3 separate regions of the Muntiacus reevesi genome follow, and regions 1 and 2 are each linked to region 3. The links are chromatin contacts, called in public Hi-C maps. All regions are on one chromosome and are shown on one strand. The core of a region is the stretch at or near the end of the contact, and the rest is flanking DNA. Distances in the headings are between cores, read along the strand shown. Region 1 holds the start of CS (citrate synthase). Region 2 holds the start of DGKA (diacylglycerol kinase alpha). Region 3 holds the start of ZC3H10 (zinc finger CCCH-type containing 10).

Region 1 (4,415 bases), core at 795-3,294, 160 kb after region 3:
AAGGGTCGAAAGCCTTAGAAGCGCCTCCAATATACAGGTTTCAAGGATCCTCAGGTCCAGCAGGAAAGTAAACAAAACAATAATGATCACTGCAATTAGGTTGCCTTGTCAATTCAAAAACTTTCTGAGTTTCTTTCCCCAGAGGTTTAAGAGAAAAACTAAATTCAAATGTAAATTCCAAAGGCTGTTTCAAACTGTAGAGTTAGCAGCTCTGGAATGAGCTAATTATAGTATCTCCTATTCAGCCAAAACACTATCCAGAACTTGCTTCTTTTCCCAAGAGGCTTCCCTTCCCTGTTCCCTAGTAGTGGAAGGAACTGCCATCAAGTAAGACACTTGTCTCCTAAGTGGTCAGCCTCCACCATGCTGCTGAGTACCTGGAAAAACCTGTAAATGCTACAGGTTTTACCTTATCTGCCAACCATTCAAGATAACACACTGTAAGACAAAACCTTTCTAGTTTTTTCCTTTCCTCCCCTTAGGTGCTGGCAGCTTTAATTTGTCTGCAGAAGAAAAAAGTGTAAGTTCTTTGCAAGAGTCAAGGTCACTTGTGGGACTGTCCCTGCTTGGATTAGAAGGCTGGGACCCCTCAGCACACCAGTCTTTCTGTTTAAAGTACCCAGTTACCCAGAGACAAAAGTAATTTTGGCAATATGAAATGGAAAACACTGTGTAAGCAACAACATTCCTTACGATCCCAACAACAGCAAAAGTCAAATAAAGGGCCCCCCATGGGACTTCCCTGGTGGCTCAGACTCCAGGCTCCCAAAGTGGAGGGCCTGGATTCCATCCCTGTTCAGGGAACTAGATTCCGTGTGCTGCAGCCTAATAAATTTTTAAAAAGTAAAGGGGTCCCCCCCCAAAGAGGAACCTTTCTTGGGTAGAGCAGATTTAAAAGCAACAGTAAAACTTAAGTGAGCAAAAAAAAAAAAAAAAAAAAAAAAAACTTAAGTGAGCAAGTAGTAGGGCCGGTCATGTAACCTTGGAATTACTATCTCCCGCCCAGTTATCTTCCCTTATCAGCCTGCAGTTTACAGGGACAAGTTTTCTCCAATCACACGCGATAATCATGCAGAAGGTTCTACACAAGCCGTCCACCCCACCCGAGCTCCTCCTATACAGAGTAAGTGCAAAAGTCCCAAGGACAGAGAGGACCCGAGTCGCATTCCTCCAGAAGGAACTACTATGCTTGGTCACCAAAGGTTTAAGTATCTGGGCTGGAGAAATGGAAGCCGGCAGTTCTGAGACTGACAAGGACCTCTCTACCTAGCCGAAGCTGAAACCAGCCACGGCTGCGGCTCCGGCCCAGGACAGAGTGAGCACATCTGCTCGCCCTTGCCGCTTGTTAGCCAGCCCCTCCTTCCAAACAAGCGCTTTCCCTAATCCCAGTGGCACCCATCTACGTTCTTCACTCCTTTTTCCAAGGCCAGGCACCCCAGCCTCTTCCACCCTTGGCACGCGGGGTGACAGCTCGGTCCGGCCTTCCCACCGGCCCAAGACCTCAGGCCAGGGCGGGCAGCACTCACTTCACCCCCAGTGGGCCGGAAAGCGCAGAGCCCCGGGAGCGCCAAGCAGGGCGGGCGGCCAGCCAGGCGCAGGCCCCTTTAAGACGCGCGGGGGTGCGCCTGGGTAGGGGAGGGAGACCCCGGGCTTGAGGGCCTGCGGTCGCCTCAGCCCCACCCTGGGGCCGCGCGGTCCCTCCCGGTTGCTCACCTTAGCCCCGAAGAGCCGGGCGGCCGCAGTGAGTAGAGCCATGGCGGGCGAACTCGGGGATCTGCCAGGGAGGGAAGAAGGGAAGAGAGCTGCGGCAGGAACGGAGGCGGCGCCGCTGCACCGGAGGCCGCGCGGACGCGGGGAGCAAGGTTGAAAGGAGGAGGCTGAGGGAAGCAGTAGACGAGCCGGCGGCGGCGCCCAGCCCGGGGTCCTCGGCGAGGCCCCGCCCCCCGCCCGGAGCCCGCCCCGCCCCTCCCGCGGGGACACGCCTCGCGCGCGGCCATTGGCCCAGGGCGCGCGGGGGGCGGGCCCTGAGCCGCCGACGGCGGCTGTGGCGGGGAGGATTGGACCGTCCGGGGTCGGCTAACTGAGGGCGGATGGGCGGGGGGAAGCGTGTAGGTGGTTAAGTCTGCGCCTGAGAACTCGTTAACTTCCTCCTTCGGCTTCCCCCTTGCCCTTAGCGCGTTTAGGGCTCACTGTAAGGCGGCTGTGAGAGAAAAGCTCCAAGCACGCTGACCTTTGAGAGGCCCTCGGAAGCCAGCCCCTTAGTACTCCCGCGGCCACTGGTCCCACGCCGTCGGCGCTTTCCTGATCAATGTCAGCGGTTAGTGACTGAGTGGCCTTAGAGGTGACATCACGGGGACACAGGCTCTGCCGCCAGAATTAGCTACTTGGAAGCAGCACCGTGGTGTTACAGAAACCAACGGATCCCAAAATGCGGAGAAGGAAAGCAAACGCGGGAGCCCGAGTACCCCGTGCTCGTTGCCGGCAGGCAGGTCTGTGATTACTGCCAGGAAACCCAAGTCTTGGGAAGTGATATCTGCTCACTCGTGTTCCGCTCTTGGTGACTATGCACTGTAGCCCGCCAGGCTCCTCTGTCCATGGAATTCTCCAGGCGAGATACTAGCGTGGGTTGCCATTCCCTCCAGGGGATCTTCCTGACCCAGGGGTCAGAACCCAGGTCTCCTGCATCGCAGGCCGATTCTTTACCATCTGTCAGACAAAGCAACTCTTACAAAGGCCCCCTTAGTGTGAGAGCTTCCAGAGCAGTCCAGAGCCTCTGGGTTCTGGGCGTTAGCCTCGTTGCCACTCCAGTCACATAACCCCACACAACCAGTCCACACCACATATAACCAAAAGATCAGGAGCTGCAGAATAACCCTTCACCCCCAATCATCTCCTTTTTGTTACAGCACTCCTGTTACTCTCATAGGGCCTTTGGGCCTTTACACGTACTTGGCTGTCTTCTATATACTCTTATCCTGTGCTCCCCAGAGACCGTTAAATGAACCATGGCACTGAAGTGGTCTTCTATATCATTCTTGACTAATTCTGGGTAGACAAGAACTTAGAACCTTTCAACCTCTATAGGCTATCACTGTCATTGACCCGAGGGCAGAGAAGAACTGACCCACACCCCAGACGAACAGTCCTTTTATCTCCTTACATAGAAGTAACAAAGTTCAGAGGTCTCAGTACCATCTAAGCCAGGTTTAGCTAGATCCCATTTATAAAGAACCTAGTTTATAGCTTGAACTTGGAAAGAGAGAAAAGAAAAGTCATTTTCTCTTGCCAGGTTTCTTTATACTTAGCTTTACACCGACCAAGCAATGCTTTTTTGGCTTGGGGATCAGATCCTAGGAAAGAACTTCGTAAATGGTGCCCCAGAGGAGCACTGAACTTAGCTATCTCCTCGGTGACTTCAAAGCTCCACCGATCAATACTTGGTCCCAATTTAGCATCTCACAGAGGATTTCCTCCTAACCCTAGAATAGTTCGGCCTGGTTTCTTCTCTCTGGTTAATCATCCACAGGGACTAGCCTGCAGGCCAGAGGACTGAACTCCAGCGCCCCAACAGACAGGAGGCATTCTTAGGGTGAGGCTACCCAAGGGATAATTGCTGAGTGGCCATGAGCGTAACCTATTCTGGAGCTCTAATGATGAGAGGAAGAGTGGGGAACAATAATGCGTATAGTGTCCTGGAGCCTCGCGTCATGAGGCCTTTATGGACTTGTTAGGGGAAACACACTGACTGAAACCGCCCACCCTGGCCAGGCACCACAGTAACTAGTTGCCTGAGTTATTTTGTGATAGGCGGTCCTACTAAGGAACACGGAACTAATAAGCCACCACCAACCAGAAGAGTTCAGGAAAGGTTAAAAGGAGACACCACATGTCCTACCACCTCCCAGAAAACTCGCTGGCATTCATCTTTGCTGAGCAATGTATGTGCCACCAAGGTGAACCCTGAGTCAGAATGATTGTCCATGGACAAGCCAGAAACTAACCCCATCACCATAAACCCGAGACGTGGAGCCACGTGGCAGAGCAGCCCCCTGGGTCTCTTACCCTACGGCCTCCCCCTGGCTGCCCGGCCCAATTCAAATCTCTTGCTTCGTCAGCATGTGTGTCTCCTCAGACAATTCATTTCTGAATATTAGGCAGGAGACACACTTCAGGCCCTGGAAATGGTCCGCCTGCCTGCAGCAGACTTATTTTGAGGTTGTTCAGTCCTGACATCCATTGCTATAAGATCAATGGGAAAATCCAGGGATCAAAGGAACTGAATGGTATTTTCCAGGAACTGACTTAGAGTCTTTTCTCTGAAGCTATTTGGGATCTGGGGAGGTAGGAGAAAAAGTTAAAGGAGAAGGATTAGCATGAATAAAGCAGCCAAGTAAATTATAGGTCCAAATACAGCT
Region 2 (4,644 bases), core at 1,767-4,266, 170 kb before region 3:
GCGGTCCGGAGGGCGGGGCAAAGGAGGGGCCCCGGGATGGGCGGGGCACAGACCCCTTTCTAAGTCCGAACCCCTGCCCCGAGAGCCCGGGGAGAAGCGGCTCCGCGACTCCCGCACTCACCGCCGGTCTCGTCAGTTACATAGGGAGTCGCCATCTTGAAAACGCAAACCACTTCCGGCGTGAGCGGGCTGGGGTCCCGCCCCCCTCCCCACCGGAAGTGGAGTCCAGATCGTAACAAGCCACCATTTTAGTCTTAAAGGGAGAGTACACCATTTGGTGGACAGAAGTGAAGGAGGCGGAAAGAAGCTGAAGACTAAAATAAAATAAGAGCCGTAGCCTCTTTTACTGCCGTTGATGCCAGTATTGAGCGCCTGCTGCGTATATAGCAGTTCTCTGAGCGCCGAGAGGAGTTCCGAGGCACAGCCCCTACCCTTGCAGGCAGTCTTCGTCTGTGTAGGACCTGCGGGAGGAAAGGGGGCAAGGCCCACCTGCCTCCAGAAGGCGGGGGAGGGGGAAGGCTAGTAAACGAGGAAAAGGCGGATATTCAGGGCCTGGCCTGCGCCCAGGTTCCAGAGCCGCCTGGGGATACGGGGCGGGGAGGCCAGCTCCGGGAACGCACCGGGGCGCACCAGTGTTGGGGGCGAACGCAAGAGCCCAGCTGACCCTCTCTTAGAAGGTGGGGAGGTAGAAATCGCGCGCCGATTGCCCTTGGCCGCTCAGCTCAACCCTCCCGAGAGAGACGCGCGAGAGGGACGTGCAAGGCCGAGGGCGCTGCCTGTCGGTCATTTGTCCCCGCAGCTGCAGGGCTGCCGGCGACTTCTACGGCTGAGAAGGCGGGGCGGGCGGCCCGGACCTGGCCCTGCCCCTGGGGCGGCCCCAGGGGCTCGGGCGGCGAAGTGACGACGGTCCAACTTCGCTCAGGCCTTCGACCCGGGAGCCGCCTCGGGCTCGCCCCGGGGTCAGAGGGTGAGGTGAAGGCTGCTGGGCGGACCCAATTAGTAGTCTAATTAACCTCGGCCACGTCTCAGTGCTCTGGGGATCCAACTCCGGGCAAAACGCCAATAATCTGAGCCGTTCGGTCGCTGCCTTTGCAGCCCTGCCCGGCCCCGAGTCTGCCTTTTCTTTAGGAACCCAAATGTTCTCCCGCCCCCGCTGTTCTCGGCAGCTCGTGTTGCTTCTGGGCTAAGTCCTGCTAAACTCGTTTCCCCCGCAGCTTGGGAGGGGCCGGCTACAGGCTCCCCTCCTCTGCTCAGGTGTCTGCCCTGCCCTCCCCCACCCGCCGTGTTGTTTTTTCCTCATCAACAGTTTTATCTTCCTCCAGATACCCACCTGGGCCTAGGTTAATGTCCAACAGAAAAAGTGACCACCTCCAACACTAGGCTGCATGTCCCACTTGGAAAAACAAAAAACCCAGCTGAGAGCAATGGATGACTAGGAATTTACTAAAGCTTTGAAGTGAAGCTTCAGAACTTTTATGGGGTCACATCTTGCCTTCTCTCCCATACTCCACCTTCCTGACTTCCACCAGAGGCCCAGCCCAGAAAATCTCAAAAAGACTCGTGTAAAAACTGATATGCATTCAACACATAGTCATTGCAAGTGTTCCAACACTGCCGTCCTTAACCCTTGCTCTTCTTTCACCGACCGTGCTTCAGCCCTGCGGGATCTCCTTTCCATAACCCTGTTACTAATGATTAAAGGTAAGAGTGAGATGAAGTCTCTTAAAAACTAGAGGAATGCATTGTTCCTGCAAAACTAGAGGAATGCATTGTTCCTGCCTGTACTGTCTGAGGAGTCCTTTCTGCAAGAATCAGTCCTAAGGTGGCTCCAGTTGACCACCCAACCCTAGGCCCCCCACTGTGCCCTCAGACATCCTGTCTCAGCTCTGGGACTGACAGGAAGTGAAACTCAATTGTCTGCGTAGCAGACCTGCCTGGGACCCAGCCCTGAACCCCGGATGTGCCACCTCCCCCGCCCCCCAGGAGGAAGAAGAGAACGGAGAGGCTGGGGAGAACTCGGCTGTTGTTTTTTCCTTTCCCTTTGTTCGTTGCGGTTTCTTTCTTTCTGATTTTTATGATGTGGTTGATTAAAGAAATGAGCACCTGGAGCTGTAGGCATCAGAAGCCTCCTCCTTAGATCTTTCTTGGCCTTTCTTCCTCTCACCCCCACCAGTAAGTTACTGGGGTATGATGGAGCACAGATCTTGAAGACAACTCAAGCCCAGAGTATAAGTGATTCCGTCTTGTTCCTTATTAGAGGCGTCATCTCAAGTCCCACTTTGAAGTCTCCAAAAAATGTCTTAAAAGGAGGATCTTTAACTTCGTGTAGGAACGTAGCTGAGCATGACTGAAAAACAGACGTGCATAGGGTGCTAGCACTACCAATGTTAACTGCCAGGAAGGCTGGGCTCCTTGAGGATTAGCATCATGCCAGGATTCCTAGGTGCGGGGCACAGGGGCATAGAACTGATTGGAAGAGGGGCTGGGGGGCTGTTCTTACATCACTCAGGATGGCTAACCCATGCTCTTTGGGGCAGTCCCTAAGCTGGGCTATCGATGTCTTTGGCTGTCCTGCAAAACAAAGTACCGGACCTGATGTATAATAATCCTTCAAAGTGCTTACGATTCCATGACTAAGGAGATCATGTAGGAAGGAGAGACGAAGGATAGGGAGTGGCAGGGTTCTTGTCTTTTTAAGGTTAGAGGGGAGACAGGAGCAGAGAGACAGGCCGTCTCCACTCCCTACCTCAGATCTCCAGTTCAGATGCAACAATAATACTCCAAACCCTATTACTCAGCAGCTATATTTCTGACAAAAATGGAGGGTTCTCTTCCAAGTCTCAAAAGTCAAGAGCTGCTTAGATCCCTGTTTCCACTAGAGGGCCTCATGTATTCATTCCTTCTCCTCTCCAACCCCCACCAAAAATATGTGTATATTACACGTGTGTATATGTGTACTTACACGCGCAACACACACACAACACCCAAATACACCCTTCCAATCAGAGCTCCCCCCTCCCCACTCTCTACTACCAGGTGTAAAAGTGAAGATTCCAGGAACTCAAGCCTTTGTCACTGTGTCCTACTTCAATGAAGGGTAGGAGGGGGTTAGACGGGGGTTGGGGCGGGGCCAGGGAGCTGGATGCCTGGGTCCTCAGTTCCTACCAGAGAGTCCCTAGGCCTCTGTCGTTCTCCCCTGCTCTACCAGCCTCACCACCATCCATGCTGCCCCAAGAGCCTTAACTCGGAGCAGATTCCAGACAGGAGAAGCTGAAAAGATCTTTCACCCCGACTTTTGACCAGGGCCTCCACACCACCTGCCAAGGCCAGCAGGTAAAGTGAGGGGGTTAGGGCACCAAGAAAGGGTGGACACAGGGAAATGCTCTTTGCACCTGAACCTTGACCCCAGAATGAAGGGAGGAATGTGGTCTTGAGAGGAGTTGTTCTCAGCCTGGGGAAAACAAATCTGAGACAGCTGGGGTTTGGGTTTAACAGAGGCGAGAAAACTGGAGGCCAAGGTGGGCAGGTTATCTCAAACGGGGTCGGGCAGCGTGGAGCCCGCGGTGGCAGGGAAGAGTGGGCAGAGGGTGTGCAGTTTGGCACTCTGGCCTTGCTGCTGGGCATCTCCCGAGTATAAATTCAACCCATGGTGGACGGAAAGGACTTGGGAAGGGAGGCCCCCTGCGGCAGCATTTAGGAGAGGTGGCTGGGTGGGCAACTGCCAGCCTGCCTTATCCGCGGGCTCCCCTCCCCTTCCTCTGCCTTCGCCTCCCCGGGTTGGGGCTCGGGGAGAGGGTGTAAGTCACTGCACAGACAGAACTGCTGCCGGGGCGGGAAGACGAGCAGCGCTGGAATGTGGAGAAAGTGGCACAGACCAGAGCCCTGGGGATCGGGGGGTCGGGGGAGGAGGAAGGCGGGTCTGGTGAACTACAAGTTCCCCGAGCTGGGGGCGCCGGGCGCCGGCTGGCGGGCGGGCGGGCCGGCCGGGCTGGGGGGCGGGCAGCTGTGTCGTCAGGAGCGGGGCGGCCCCGCGGCGGCCGCGCCTGCCTGGCCCGTCCCCTCCAGCCCCGCTCGGGCTCCTGCTCCCGCGCCGGCGCTCCAGCTCCGACCGCGCGCCCTCCGCATGCAAGGTAGAGACCCCGCGAGCCCCGCGCCGCCTCCCACCCTCCCGCACTCGAGCGGCTCGGGGCGGAGGCCGCGGGAGGGGACGCCCCACGGGCTGGGGTAGGGCTGCTGGGCCGAGAAGGAGGAAGCGTGACAGCTGGAGTGGGTAGCTAGAAAGCTTTGCGCCAGGAGCCGGGGCAGCATGAGGGTTGGCCCAGAACCCCATAGGCAGCATTTTCCCCATGCCTTCCCCTCCATCTCTCCGGTCCCTGATCACTCGGACGGATGCTGAAGCTGGCTCCTAGGGACCCGAGTCGGAGGAAAGTCCGCTTTGGAACCTCCGCAGCGCTGCACGGGTGGAGAAGGGTACTTGGCCTCCTGGTGCCCAGCTCCCCACCTCTCTCCTTTCTACACCTGTCAGCGGGAAGTTTCTGAAACTACCCGGGTCTGAATCCCACTTTTCACCTTTAAATTGGGAAAATGAGGTTTACGGAGGAAGGCATGCAAATATTACCGGGCATCTTCCCAACCTCCTAACCA
Region 3 (4,243 bases), core at 369-2,868:
GTCGCCGGGTCCTCAGGTTGTGATCACGAGCTAATGGGAGAGGAAGGATAGTCTGGGGAGAAGCAGAATAGGTGGTGCGTAAGGTCTGTGGGGAGAAGCAGAATAGGCAGTAGTTAAGTTCTGTGGCGAGAGAGGCTGGAAGTGGGAGAGAGCTCATGCAGGCAGGATTCGGCGTTTTACGTCTGGGATTCGGGTGGCAATACAGATTGTTGATGTGGTTTGCTGCGACTAAGTCCTCTACTTGGTCAAGAATCTACCCGGTTCTAAATAGTGCTCTTCATGAAAGTTGCAAAAGTGTTAGTCGCTCAGTCGTGTCCGACTTGCGATCCCGCGTACTGTGTTAGCCCGCCAGGCTCCTCTGCCCATGGACTTTTCCAGGCAAGAATGTTGAAGTGGGTTGCTATTCCCTTCTCCAAGTAATCTCCCTTACCCAGGGATTGAACCTGAGTCTCCTGCATTGCTGGCAGATTCTTTACCGTCTAAGCCACCGGGGAAGCCTCCCCTAGTGTTCTTAATGTCTCTATCTAAACTTGTTACTGAAACTAATGATATCTTGTTTTACTCTCTGTCCTTGGTTATAATCGGTTGCCAGTGGAGGAAGAAGCGAATGCGCAGGTATGCTGGGACGTAGTTAGTACTGTGGGGTCGGGGGGGAGTGGAGCAAAGTGGACAAAACTTGGGACGAACATTTGGTTTAGAAATCCAACAACTTATAAGCATTGACTGGCCAATGCCATGAATTGGGCAGAAGGCGACAGAATCGTAATGTTGATTTTACCTGTCCCTTGTATTGGGTGCACCTTTAAGACTGGAGGGAAAGACTGAACTCGGGTTTGTGGGGCCCGAGGTGTATTCTTATGTCTGGTTTTCAGGCTGAAGCGCAAAAGAAGAAAGATGAGGCAGAGGTCCAAGTAAACTTGTACACCCATGGAAGCCACAGAAGCAGAAACAAGGGAAGCCAGAGGCCAGGGGCGCTGGTACAAATTGTGGACTGCATGCCTACTCTCTAGAACTTCTCAGTGGACCTGGAACATCTGTGGCCATTCCGATCGCCTCGACCACCTTTGAGAGACCGACCTTGCTCGGATCCAAGCCGCCCCTTTTGGTCCTTTGCCCTGGGCCTGTGATAACTGTGGACTAGTTCTCTTCTCAGTTGTGGCTGAATGTAACGTGTACAATAAATCCTCTCTTTTGCTGTCTTAGCTGAAGAAAAAATTTGTGTTATGTGGTTTTTTCTGGTTACACTGGCTGGGGATTCTCTTAGTGCGGTCTGTCTGCTCCTTATCTACAGGTGGGGGGCGGGAGGTGTGGGCTCCGGTCTTAGGAGCTCCTAGAGTATTGGGCGGCCTTTACTTCCTGGAAAGGGCGTGGACTCCGGGGACGGTTTTCAAGTTGATTTCGCGGGCCTAGGAGCCATCAGTTCCGCTCTTATCTAGGTCCACGTTACAGAGTTCCACTTTGAGGCGTTTTGCCGTTGGGTCGCGTTGCCATGGTGACGCGCAAAGCTTGCTGGGAGCTTCCTGCTGCTAATCGCGCTAGTACTTCGCACACCACAGAGTGTGGTTCCGGGTCTGGGAGCTAGAGCGTCATTTCTTCCGCAGGAAGCGGAAGGGCGATAGGGTAGGCGGCTCTTTGTCGAAGCTAGAGGACCGGCAGGCGGCAGCAGCAACTACGGCGGCGGCGGCAGGTGAGGGAGGCGGGAGACTTAGGTGGAGGCCGCGCCCGGAGGGGAGGAGTCGGGGCCGGCCCAGCGGCTGGGCTCGGCCGGGCTACACAAGGCCCCCCAGGACCGAGTTGGCTGTTCCTCACGTCGTAGGGCCGAACCCCCTTTCTGACTGACCCCGCTTCGCGAGCAAACGCCAGCTCCGTGACGTCACACCCTTGCCCATCCCCTCTGCTTGATGTCACCTGGAGTTCCCTTTCCCGCTTCACTTCGTGCTCCCTTAGTGTCCTATTCATATGGTCCCCGGCGGAGCTCCGGCGGCACTGCACAGAACCTGCCAGGCGAAGCACTTACTCCGGGAAACTCCTAGGACTTTCCCCCCCGAAACTCTGGGGTGTTGAGAAGCGTCATAATCACCGCCCCCAAGTCTAACCCGCCGTCCCACTGCACTGACAGTCGCAGCCCTTGCACGGCTCCCTGTTCGGAGTTCCTAACCCCAACCCGACTCTGGGCTTTGATCCCTACATTCTCCTTCATCTCGAGAAGCGTCCCTTACTCTTTGTTCACTCAGAGCTGGTTTTCCACCTCTTTCTCCTAGGCTCTCCAAATTAGTTCTGTCCCATACTATTACTGGCAGCTTCTCCCCTTGACAGGGGAAGTTCAATTTGAATCCGAAGGAAATCTTGGAGCGCCTAGAGCTCTTTCCATTTTGTCAGACTTCATTCTTAGAGCAGCAACCACTCTGTAGTTCTCCATTCTTACCCCTTCTTACACCCAAGTCTCTGTTTTTCTCCTGCTCAGAACCCAGCAGTGATGTGGAGGTGGAGACCCACAGGAGCCCCGGACTTCACCTGAGCTACCTCAGGTATCACGCAATCCTGGGAAAGTTGGGTGGGGAAGAGTATCACATATGATTATCTGCTCCTGGTGGGACTTGTAACATGGGTCAGGCTTGGATAGATGCCATTTATTATTCAGCAGGTCAGTTCCCTTTAAGTAAAAGTTTTTATCTTTTCTTTTCCCACTCTTTTCCTTGATTGCTTTTACTGTTCTGGGACTACCTCCCTTTGGAGGAAGAGGACCTCTCTTTTACAGATTCTCTTGCAACTCTGGCCTGTGATCCAGTCGGTATATTTTTGGGATCATTTTGCCTTGAAAGCAAAGTCAAGGCAACAGACTGGGTGGTTGGGGGCCGTGAAGGCCAAAGAAGTTGTCAAGATTCCCTTATACTAAAGGGGAAACAATATGAAGTTTTCCTATTTGAACAGCAGGGGGAGCCTGAACACTGCTTAGGAAAGGCTTAGGTCAGACACGTGGTAGCAGGGACTCCTAGTCTTGTTGGGGGTGGGGAAAGGAGAGGGCTAGAACCAGGGCAGTGGACTGACATTCCTGAGATCGCTTGGGCAAGAGGAGACTTAAAAAGCTTTTATAGAGTCTATAAATAAAGAGGATCTTCTTGGGGTGAGGAATGGTGTGGTTTGATGTCAGTGAGATCTTCCCATGGAGGGTAGGAGGGGTATAGAATGAAGAAAGACAGGTTACTTGTTCCTGTGAAATTATCACCTTTCTATTGCCTTGATCTTGCCACAAATGGTTTTGTCCTTTGGGGGGGGGGTCTATAAGTGGAGATTCTGGCTGTCGAACTCTTCCCCTGAAATGGAGGGGAGGGGGCTGACCATCCTAGAGTTGAGGATAGTGGTAATCTGGGAGAGAACTCCAAAAAATGACAAGTTTAGATATTGCCCTCAAGGTGGTGATACCAGTCTCTTTACTCAGGACTTCCTGGGGTCAGGATATCTGTTTCTTCACAAAGTCCTCTCCTGACATCCCTTGGAAGAGGGGGTCAGGGAAGCAATGTCACCAGTGTCCCATTATCCATTGCCCTTAGTAGCTCACCAGTTTATCTTAGCCACAGTTCCTAGTCTCCTCATAGCCTGATCAGACACTGACAGCAGTTTTAATTTTGCTTCCACAAATTTAATAAGGTCAGTACAGGAGGGGAAATAAAACCCAACACTAATCTCTCACTCTGCCTCTTTGGCATGTCATCATTATATGAGGTGGCTTCACCCCAACTCTCTTCCTGCTCCATCAGCCAGGCAAGTGTGAATCATTCTGCCACAGACCAGGAGCACCAGGGCCTGGGCAGGACTTCTGATCAGCCAGCCAGTCCAGGCAGGGTGCTCAGCCGTTAGCTGCTCCACCTCCAGTACCATTGTCCCTGTGGCCTGCCTCTTGCTGGATTGCCTGCCTGATAGTCAGGAAGAGTTTGGCCTCTCTGGAGGACTGCAGTTTGACACAGTTCTTCTCTTTCCTAGCGGTCACCAAGAGTGGCAAGAAAAGGAAGAAAGCCCTGAGTTGGGAGGGACCAGGATGCCTGACCGGGACAGCTATGCCAACGGCGCTGGCAGCAGCAGTGGAGGCCCTGGAGGCGGTGGCGGCGAGGAGACCAGTGGGACAGGGGCAGGTGGTGGCGGGGCCAGCTCAGATGCCATCTGTAGAGACTTCCTGAGGAATGTGTGCAAGCGAGGGAAGCGCTGCCGCTATCGCCACCCAGACATGAGTGAGGTGTCCAACTTG

What was found. A called contact is a pair of places that touch in the nucleus more often than the background predicts.
Region 1: a contact with region 3 is called in a Hi-C map of muscle, with 6 times the contacts expected there. The contact joins the promoter of CS here to the promoter of ZC3H10 in region 3. A contact is called at or near these places in 2 of 3 Hi-C or Micro-C datasets (blood and muscle).
Region 2: a Hi-C map of blood shows a contact between it and region 3, with 7 times the contacts expected there. The contact joins the promoter of DGKA here to the promoter of ZC3H10 in region 3. A contact is called at or near these places in 2 of 3 Hi-C or Micro-C datasets (blood and muscle).

The regions. Positions count from the first base shown.
Region 1 is chr4:170,883,167-170,887,581 of mMunRee1.1, reverse strand. CS (citrate synthase) reads right to left here and starts at 2,044. Exons shown (of 11, transcript XM_065934898.1): 1 at 1,714-2,044. The coding sequence starts at 1,755.
Region 2 is chr4:171,208,134-171,212,777 of mMunRee1.1, reverse strand. It overlaps DGKA (diacylglycerol kinase alpha), which reads left to right and starts at 3,016. Exons shown (of 25, transcript XM_065934958.1): 1 at 3,016-3,097; 2 at 3,209-3,333. PYM1 (PYM homolog 1, exon junction complex associated factor) reads right to left here and starts at 189. Exons shown (of 3, transcript XM_065932209.1): 1 at 122-189. The coding sequence starts at 155.
Region 3 is chr4:171,040,179-171,044,421 of mMunRee1.1, reverse strand. It overlaps ZC3H10 (zinc finger CCCH-type containing 10), which reads left to right and starts at 1,618. Exons shown (of 3, transcript XM_065934930.1): 1 at 1,618-1,687; 2 at 2,465-2,528; 3 at 3,982-4,243. The coding sequence starts at 4,037. LOC136167349 (a long non-coding RNA gene) reads left to right here. Exons shown (of 3, transcript XR_010663088.1): 2 at 593-615; 3 at 873-1,219.